Linked DNA regions of Drosophila melanogaster: region 1 is linked to region 2. The links are chromatin contacts, called in public Hi-C maps. All regions are on one chromosome and are shown on one strand. The core of a region is the stretch at or near the end of the contact, and the rest is flanking DNA. Distances in the headings are between cores, read along the strand shown.

What was found. Hi-C and Micro-C count contacts between places; a contact is called where the count stands out from the background.
Region 1: a Hi-C map of the Kc167 cell line shows a contact between it and region 2, with 2.0 times the contacts expected there. A contact is called at or near these places in 4 of 107 Hi-C or Micro-C datasets (the Kc167 cell line, cellular blastoderm embryo and eye imaginal disc).

The regions. Positions count from the first base shown.
Region 1 is chr3R:14,370,523-14,375,660 of dm6, reverse strand. NK7.1 (NK7.1,) reads left to right here and starts at 2,710. Exons shown (of 4, transcript NM_142100.3): 1 at 2,710-3,114. lncRNA:CR44943 (long non-coding RNA:CR44943) reads left to right here. Exons shown (of 1, transcript NR_125162.1): 1 at 1-262.
Region 2 is chr3R:13,966,833-13,972,269 of dm6, reverse strand. It overlaps sisRNA:CR46363 (stable intronic sequence RNA CR46363), which reads left to right and starts at 1,328. Exons shown (of 1, transcript NR_163214.1): 1 at 1,328-1,531. It overlaps rdx (roadkill), which reads left to right. Exons shown (of 9, transcript NM_169566.2): 3 at 1,168-1,318; 4 at 1,641-1,762; 5 at 1,831-1,992; 6 at 2,066-2,361; 7 at 2,484-2,662; 8 at 2,731-2,873; 9 at 2,940-3,645. The coding sequence starts at 1,241. The coding sequence ends at 3,084. It overlaps Orc2 (Origin recognition complex subunit 2), which reads right to left. Exons shown (of 4, transcript NM_169563.2): 4 at 5,195-5,437. The coding sequence ends at 5,268. It also overlaps asRNA:CR43460.

The sequences.
Region 1 (5,138 bases), core at 1,461-3,960, 400 kb before region 2:
ATTGAAGGCAGCAGAAAAAGCAGCAACAGAAAGTGCAACGGGCCAACAACAGAGGAAATACTTTTTAATTATGACATTTTATTGAGTGAACATTTATGCAAATATGACAAGACCTTTTATTTTGTCGCCATTCAGGGTTTGAGGCGATTTTAATGAGCGGGTTAACAGGGTTGAACAGATCCATTGTTCAAGCGATTTTGCATTCAAGTTGGGGAAATACGGACGAAGTTTGCCGACTAAGGGTTAACATAATTTGCCCAAGTTCAGTTGATTCTACAGTGAATATAACTATAATTGCTTTGGTATTGGGTAATAATGGTATATCGTTATTCAACAATTGTATTTTACATTTCATTTTCAGCTAATGAGCTAATACCTAAAAAAAAAAGATAAAGATACAGCAGACGAAGTGTCATAATTGGATTATTTACTGTACCTGAAAACTCAACTCTGCCATCAGCTCCAATTATGTCTAATAGGAATTCAAGCCTTCATCCTGCAATCAAATTAACGCCCTTTCTCCTGGAATGGAATTTAATTTGGCAAATACATTTAGCCATCGAGTCTGAGCCTTCATGCATTTTTCACACATTTTAAATGTCGCAAAGCGCATAAAAATTCCATAAATACGCTAATGAAACACATGGTCGAGGACACACGCAGACATCGTTGGCAAAAATGGTGAAAAAAAAGGGAAAAAATATGAAAAGGGAAGAGCCTGACAGCAAAAGCGAGCAAAAGAGTTAAAACGGAACAGGCCACCCAGGCAGGCAGCCAAAGGAGGGGTAAATTTTCCCACACCCGCGCCCCCTCGTCGTCACGGCAAATGCATTTCCATTTCATTTCCATTTATTTCAATTTCTTTTGCCATCGGTTTTTATTTTTTCGTTTTTGCTTTCTTCTGCTACATATACATTTATGGACAAACACAAAATCGGATACAATTTTTGCTGGGCGCCTGTGACTTTTGAATGCATTTACAGTAGCCAGAATAGCAGTGTAACGATAAATGTATCTGTTGTATCTTCATTGAAATCTGAAACTCAATCTGTATCTGCATTTGTATCTGACTTTGAGCCTGAGCCTGTCTGGAATATTTGGCTTTTATGCAACCATTTAGCAAACACATCATAAAAATTCAATTCAATTCTGTGTTTACGTCGACTCCAGATGATATTGCTTTTTAATTGCGGACACGAGCGGAAATTGCTTTCACAAACAGCCAAACACATTCGCATCAGAGGCACAAGCACCAGCACCAGCACCAGCATATTTGCAGCCAAATGGATACAAATGGGGGGGCAGGATCGGAATGGGGCCCATTGACATTTCGGTTTTGGGCTGGCTGTTGGGGAAAGAAGGCTGCAAATGGGGAAAGCCGAGGAAAACTAGCTGCGGAAGTGCGTTGATTGCAGGCCTTCTGGGATGAGGGAAACTCCATGTGCCATTTGCCTGACCTCAAAAACTTTGACCTTTTGCGCTGCAGTTTATTCTTGGGTTTTGTTTCGTTTTTAATTGCACCACATGCGCCATGCAATATACATTTGAAATCAAGCCCAGCGCACAAACACCCACTTGGACACTCAAAAAATATATGGAACATACAAGAATGGGTTTTTGATTTACCATCACTAAGTATATTAGTGTTCACAACTCATACAAGAATCGTATTTATACACTAAAATATATTATACTATTTTATAAAAATATCATAGTATCTTAGTACATTAAGTCAATTTTCTTAAAGTGCACATGAGCGAGCAGGCGCGCTCTCATTTAATATGAAAGTCACAGAATGTGAGCTAATTGAAAACACTTGCAATATTTATGAGCCGAGCAACATGTTGCCAAGCCACTTGACTCCAAAGCCCCTCACCGCACCGCAGGGAGAGCGAGAGAGAAAGAAATAGAGATGGAGAAAGATACATTGAGCTAGCCACATGTTGCCAAGCTAATAAAACAACAAAATGATTTTATTATAATGGATTTATAACGCAGGCCAAGAGCAAACAGGCTATTAGACAGAGATACAAGACTTCGTCGCAATCCCGTATCGTGAGAAAGAGAGACAGAAGGGAGACAAGGACGGGGATAGAGCAAAAGAGAGAGAGATGCACTTTTGAATTGAGACGCGAATGCGGCAGTCCATTAAGCGCAATGTTGTTGTCATCTTTTAATGCTTTTGTTGCCTATTTGCCTTATGCGACTTGACAGCTCCACTATCTTTTCTCTCAGTGCACAAAGAAAAAATGTGCACAACCACAGTTACGTTCAACATGAAATAAGCGGAATAAGGAAACAAGTTTGCAACCAATCTCTGCCCAGTAATTTATTATTTTTTAGGATTACCAAACCACATTTAAAAATGTCCAAATTTGAGAAGCAAAATATTTCCAGTGTACATCCGAGTGAGTTGAACGAGAGCGATTTCAGCTTGCGTGTGCGCATTTGCAGCGATGTTGCTGCCGTGTCTGCAGCATAAATGGGGCCCCCACAGCGTCTCCTTAAGTGGAGATATTTATAATAAGTTTATTTGCTTGTACTCTTTGTTTTTCTCTAGCCCAAGCAATGCAGCAGCAACATCAACAACAAAAGCGGCAGCAACGGGAACATTCACAGCGGTAGCAACATGCAACATGTTGCTGCCGTGGCGTCAATGTTGCCCAGCTTGTTTGCCGCTGTTGGGCATTCACATTCACAATCACATTCGCAGTTGTAAATTGACGTTTTGCGTTAACGACCGAAGCGCCTTGGTCGTCGGTTTCGGCTTAAATCCCAATCGCAACATCGCGTGTGTTTGTTTCGTGAACTCTTCGCCCAAAGTAAGGCACTTTTTTGTGTGTGCTAGCATCATCACCATCATCGCCATCATCAGCATCAGAATCGAGCTGCATCCTAGCCCGCACCCCATGCAACGCACAATTTGTTTTGCATTCAGCTCGAACATGACTTCATCAGTGCAGAGAAAAAACACCAAACCACTTTACAGTCTTAATGGATTATTTTCAATATGGAAGTCATAAACCTGCAATCAAAATAGTTATAGTAATTATTGAAGAACAAGTCTTCGTTCTTAATTAAGCACAAAATTACACTACCTGCGTCAAGAATTTGGTAAGTCCTAAACTAGTTTTTGAATAATTATCTTGATGAAAAATCAACACACGTTTTTAATGACGCATTTGTATATCAAATAAAAATCGATAAGGTACTCAGAATTTCTGTTTCCAAATATAAATACTTCTTGGGAAATCCATAAGCCATAATCAATCCATACCCCAAATTCTATATAAATTCTATATATATAGAAAGTAACTTACTTTATTAATAAGATTTAAAAAAAAAACTTACTGAATCGCAAGTTTCCGGGAATAGCCCCAAATACTTTAATCAAGGCAAATTAAATTATCATTATTTCAATTGAAATGTGTAGAACACGATTACTTCTCAGTTCTTAACTATACTGTCAGTTATCAACAAATAAAAGAATTCAGAGTAGCAATAAACTAAACCATAAAACACAATTCAATCGTTTTATTCGACGATGTCATTCAATAATTGCCTCATTCAAAATAGCGACAATATGATCTAACTTTCTCTCAGTGTAGTCGTGTTTATTTGAAGTGACTTCCACGACTCCCCGACTTTTTTTTTTTTTTTGCTTGTCGTGCTTCTATTCAAGTGTATCTAAATTGCTTCATCTTCGTCTTGTGCAGCAGCGGCAGCAGGCAACATCAGCATCTTGTTGATGTTATTTCTCGTTTCATATTTTCGCAGTTATTTTTAGTTCGCCGCCGCTGCCCTTTTCAATCCCTTTTCAGCGAATATCCAATTCAATTCAATTTGCAGCCCGTAGAATTTAAATGAGCAATCAGGGCACTCATAGTCCAGTCCATTGTTATTGTGGCTTCACTTCCCTAATGATGCTGGACTGAGCCGGAGCCCGAGCTTAAACTGTTGCTCTTGAGATCTTGAAATCTGAGGGGAGAGTTCATTCAGAGGCTTGGTTTTTCTCGGATTGCGGCAAATTTTCGTTGTTTGACTGTTTGACCACAATTGACGGCGGCATTAATCATTTCGCGAATATATAGAACGCTCGCGATAACCTAAAAATAAATATGGCAATCATGAGTAATTGGCCTTATCAATAGCATAACATCGCCCATTAATAATCGCACCCTTGTAGCTAATTGAGCTGTCGCCCCTCTTATAGCTTATAATTATTATTAATAAAATCGGAAAGCAAAAAAAAAAAAAAAAACTGAAAAAACTGAAAAAAAAAGAAAGAGGCACGCACACAATCTCACACTGCTGACTAACAACACAAATTGAATTACGACATTCCTGTAAAGACAATGAATGGCTTTTGTGTGTGCGGTGACCCAAAGCGACGTTCTCAGGAAATGAAATTATACACCAATTATTGCCAACAACAGCAAAAGCAAAAGCTTTTAAAGAAATTGGAAAGAGTAGCGAAGACGGAACGTAGCGATACGATACGATACGAAACGAAACGAAGCGATTCGAAATGTGAGCGGTGAATATGGCAACGAAATCTCAATAATTAATCAAATAATAAATCTCGGTGAGCAATTAAGAGGAGAAAGACAAAGCCAGCGAACCGAATGGCCGAAAGCAATAAAAACCATTGAAAAGCCGTTGGCTCAGCATTAATTAGCGCTAAACGCCGTCGCAACAACCAGCGGTAACGACAGCAGCAACATCCACGAACGGCAGCAACATGAACTCCGCAGCGCAACAGCGGCAGCATCCACCGACTTATTAAAGTATGTACATATAACTCAATTATAGAGAATTAAAAACAAACTCAAAGTCAGGCAACGTCGGCAATTCGCAGTGCAGAAAGCGGTGCACTTGGAAAAAAAACCAACAAAAACTGTCAAAACAAATGGGCAAAATGCATAGCAATATCATTCAACACATCTTTTTAAAACTCTATCTCTAAAGCCAGATTTAAAATGTATCTTAAAGTACATAACTATTTATCAAGCAAATACTTAAGTTTTCTCCAAGTGCTCGGAGACGACGTGCTGCGGCAGCAGCAATCAAAGCAATAAAACACATTCAGCATTTAATAAAGACACCCCAGCAACATGTTGCAAGCGGGCCAGCAACAG
Region 2 (5,437 bases), core at 79-2,578:
TTTAAATATTCTACATAATATTAACTTAAGCTGAAAATTAATAGGAATTTTTTTTTAGATTTTTCACTGAGTGTTGTTTTGTTTTTCTCTCTGTGTAAGAAAGCCGTTTCCTCTGCCATTTGCCGTCTTGCATCTGCATCTGCGCACACACACACACACACACATGTGTCTGTAAGGACTGTGTTATTGTTGCTTTTGTGCATCAGCAGATCCTTCTGCCCATCCTCCTCCACTCCCCTCTCTTCATCTCCCTCTCCCTCTCACCATCTTGCACCTTTATAAGGTGAGTGAGTAGCTCACGTTCACATTCACATTCACATTCACCTTCACCCTCCGCTCAGCGACTGGCTGACTGACCCATTGTTTGTCAATTTTCCACTCCTGGCCAACATTTTCCTGGTCCATTGTTTGCTGTCATCTGCAGCGCTCCTAAATCCTTCTGCCTGCCGAGATTTTCCGTGTCCATCAGTCAGTTTTCCACTGCTGCTCCTGCGCAACGGTTGTGCGTGTTTTCCTTGTGATATTTTTAACGTTTTTAAATCATATTTCTATTTTTTTTGCGGCTGCTTAACTTCTGACAATCGCTGAATGCAAACGGAAAGCTTCGAAAGCTCTAACTTCGTCATTATCTTTATCTGGGATTGGATCTAATCTCCGATATCTGTGCGGAATAACGGACCTTGAGAACCATTGTTCTTCAGCCATTATGAACGCTCCACTTTTTGGCGCATTTCGTTTCGTCGTCTTGTCCATGCGTCTGTGTCTCGTCCATCGTTTTAATTAGCAAAGCAAAAAAAAATCACTAAATCCTCCAAAAGGAATAATTTTTGCGCGATTTAACTATTTCGTGTGACTTTGTGTGTTAATTTCAACGGGCGGCAAGCTGGAGAACTCGCTGCTGTTGAAACTGCTCAATCTTTTGGCCAGGAACTCGAATTCCGACAGTAATTTCGTCAAAGTTGAGTTCGAGCGCAGCATCATGGATCTCATACAAGAGCCAAGGTGACCCCCACTTCGCATTCTATACACTTTAATGATGTGCCTAAGAGATCAATAGTTCATTTAAGTTCTAGTAGTAAACTCATCATAGTTAAGCTTTGATTAGCTGCATCCTCTGTTATTCCGTACTAATTCCGATCATTTACACTTTTTGCGAATTCCTTGCAGATTGCCGGTGAACGAATGTCAGGCAAGCCAAACAGCTAGAGTCACCTCGAACCTGCACGCATCCAGTAGCACGATGGCGGTCAGCCGTGTACCATCGCCGCCCTTGCCGGAAGTTAATACGCCAGTTGCCGAGAACTGGTGCTACACGCAGGTAAGTGCATCCAGATCCCATGAACGGATTAGGTTTCCACATCCCTGTCGCTGGGTTTTTTGGCATTCCTATGGATTTGCAAACAACTGAGCCAGCCAGCCAGCCAGCAGCGAACCGATCGGATTTCACAAATATTGTAAAACGAGAGTCCATATGGTTGTAAAGGCGGTAAGTGCATTTCCGTTGCGAGTGCACAGGTACAGGTGTGTTGACTGTTGAGTGGCGGCTCAGGTGTAGGAAACCGGATAAGTTTGTGGCACTATTTACGTGGGAAATTATATATATATATATATATTAACCCCCCTATACGTTTCATTCGCAGGTCAAAGTGGTTAAATTTAGTTATATGTGGACCATAAATAACTTTAGTTTTTGTCGGGAAGAAATGGGTGAGGTACTCAAATCGTCCACATTCTCAGCCGGTGCTAATGACAAACTAAAATGGTGAGTTGATAAATCATACGATCCACTGATCCATACGATACTAATTCGTTTGTTGTTGTGCCGCACAGGTGTTTACGGGTTAACCCCAAGGGTCTCGACGAGGAGAGCAAGGATTACCTTTCTTTATATTTACTGTTAGTTTCGTGTAATAAATCAGAAGTCAGAGCCAAGTTCAAATTTTCCATACTGAATGCGAAGCGTGAGGAAACCAAAGCAATGGAATCCCAAAGGTATGTACGGCAATCTGTTTTAAACATAAACAAATTGTGATCATCGACTAAAACATGTATTCACCTCCCGCAGAGCTTATCGTTTTGTGCAGGGCAAAGATTGGGGCTTCAAGAAGTTCATCCGACGAGACTTCCTGCTGGACGAGGCCAACGGCCTGCTGCCGGAGGATAAGCTGACCATCTTCTGCGAGGTCAGCGTCGTGGCGGACAGCGTGAACATCTCCGGACAATCCAATATCGTGCAGTTCAAAGTGCCCGAATGCAAGCTGTCCGAGGATCTTGGCAATCTATTTGACAACGAGAAGTTCAGCGACGTCACGCTCTCCGTGGGCGGTCGAGAGTTCCAGGCGCACAAGGCCATATTGGCAGGTAAGAGACCAGATCAACAGATCAGCAGACCAAACCATAGCATATACTTGTTTATTTGACGAGTATTTGTCTTAAATCCCATTACCATATAGTAATTATTATACATTTCTTTTTACTTGCAGCGCGCAGCGATGTCTTTGCGGCCATGTTCGAGCATGAGATGGAGGAGCGAAAGTTGAATCGTGTCGCCATAACCGATGTGGATCATGAGGTTCTTAAAGAAATGCTGCGATTCATATACACGGGCAAGGCGCCCAATCTAGAAAAAATGGCTGATGATCTCCTAGCGGCTGCTGATAAGGTGAGTTTGCCATCGAATTGCGCGATTTAAAATGGTTTACTTTATCAAAGATCTCATCTATATTGCAGTATGCACTCGAAAAGCTGAAAGTGATGTGCGAGGAGGCGCTGTGCGTCAATCTCTCTGTAGAAACAGCAGCCGAAACCCTAATATTAGCTGATCTCCACAGTGCGGATCAATTGAAAGCACAAACGATAGATTTCATAAATACGTAAGTTATAACATGGACTTACTTATCCAATCAGTTGGCTAACCGATGATTTTACTCGATTTACAGTCATGCCACCGATGTGATGGAAACCTCCGGCTGGCAAAATATGATCACAACACATTCACATTTGATAGCGGAGGCATTTCGTGCGCTCGCAACACAACAAATCCCACCAATTGGACCACCAAGGAAACGCGTGAAAATGAGCTGAAACAACAATGCAACAACTACAAACACACCAACAACAATAATAATAATAATAACAACAACAACAACAAGAGCAACTACAATAACAACAGCAGCAACAATTCGTACACCAACAACAATCAACAATCAACAGCAAGAACAACCAGAACAACAACAAGTAACCCAAACTACTACAACCAACAATCGATTCAACAATCGCAACAGAAAGCAGAACTCCAGTCGATGCAGTGGCCGCCATGTGAGATATCTGATGGATCGATTGGCGGAGAACCTCAAGAATGCATACGGCGGCAATACTACAAACGCAATAGATTATGTTAAACGCAGACAGATAATGCAAATGCAGGAGCAAAAGCATAGCGAGCCGTACCGTTTATTGTTTCGATTTCAAGTAATTTAATTCACTTTGATAAACTTGATTTTAAATGTATTTTATTTGTTGATTTAATATTACCTTATGATTAATATGTTTACGAGTAATAATTATGAATTAATTTTAATCTTAAGTCAAAACACAACTTGAAACAAAAGCAGCAATTAAAGAAGAAACAACAACAACAAAAACAAAAAAACCTAAAAAATAATGCAAACAAAAAAAGAGCATAAAAAACAAAACGGAAAGTAAAATAAATTAAATTTAAAGTAAAGTAAAAACTAAAAGTAAAAATCGAAGGCATAAATACAAGCAGAAATAAAGAAATTCACTGAGAAAGCGTAACTATTATTATTATTATTATTATGATTACTATTATTACTATTATAATTACCGATTACTGCGTATAATTACAAAGCGTACACTTTGATTGTGATGTATATTCGATGAGTATGACTAATGAGTAACGAGTAAATGAGTAATGATACGGATATGATAATGAAGTTGATTTATATATTGTGTATATGTAAACTCGGAAAAAATTTTCAGATTCAAGGTTTAATTGCACCCACCACCCACCAAAATCGAAGAACTCCCCCATGAAATTGAGGAGAATGTAAAAATTTATTGTTTACCCGAGTTCTAAACTTTAATTTACTTTTCATCGCTGAATTCATGCCTGAACTTTTGTTTTTCGATTCCCCTCGTCTTTTCTTAAGTATCTAAAAGTATCTAAATTTCAATATCAGACGCCTGTTTCTCTTTGTTAAGCGCAAAATGTAATTAATTTGTTGTACAAAACTATAAAAACAAACAAACAAAGCATTGTCGAAATAAACGCAAGCAGTAGCAATTTGTGTATAATAAGCCGATAAAAGTGAAAAACCAACAACACTCTTGCATCGATTCATTTTGTAAAAGGGGAGATTCTCTTGGGTGGTTTCTCTTCTGATTGATTCAGAACCACATTCTGCCATTCATTCCCACAAACGAAGCTTAAAAAAAAGGACGAGCAAAGTAAACGTGATAACAATTATCTAACTATTAAAGAAAAAGTAAATGTGCGGCGCAGGAGATAAGACATTTTTATATGCAAAAATGCTGATCGCAAACTCGGTGTGTACAATTCAGGTATTCAGGAAGGGGTAGAATTTTGCAATAAACTCAAAATAATATTAATAGGAGCCAGCCATGAACGATTCCCCATTGTATGTGTACTTCCGATTGACTTCGCATGTGATTTGCTATCAAGAAAGTGTAAATAAACTAGCCTTAGTCGCAGCAATTACATTTCGTTTCGAGTGCACAATTAACTAGTTACAAGTCCAACGCTTTAATCTGTGTATGTGCGTGTCTGTATAGTGAATAGGTAACCGATATTAGCCTTTGGAATGGATGAGGAGCACGGAATGGTCAGGCGGTAGTGAGTCTTATCATTTTTGGCATGCTTAGCTATGTTTAGTTCGCCTCTTCTGATCCTTAAAATCGTATCCAAATGCGCTCTCATCCCCGCAGTCGTCGAGCACTTGCAGTGCTTTGTGAAGTTTTGTGTTGCTATATGCTCGCAACTGGAGCTGAGGAAAAAAACTAGCCATCCTAGAATGTGTATCTTCGAGCAAAGCGACAAATTTTATGCATGCCAATCTTAATGTGTAGAAATTGACAAAAAAATAAAAAAGAGCGAAAACAAACACTGCGCACTCATCATGGGCAATACAAGTGACAGCAACACAACATTTTTAAAAAGCGAAATTGTAATTGTATTTAACAATATTAGATAATAAATTAATATGTTCTAAAATTACGCCGATGGCCTATTTCTTCTCCTGCTCCTCGAGAAACTGCTGCAGCAGTGCGCCATCAATGGGAATGGTTAGCTGTTCGGAGCCATCAACGCTCCGTTTCGATTTGACCAGCTTGTGGTCGAGGAACTCGGTGAGCTGGGCACGCAGTGCCAGATCTGAGCTGACCAAAAATGCTTCGC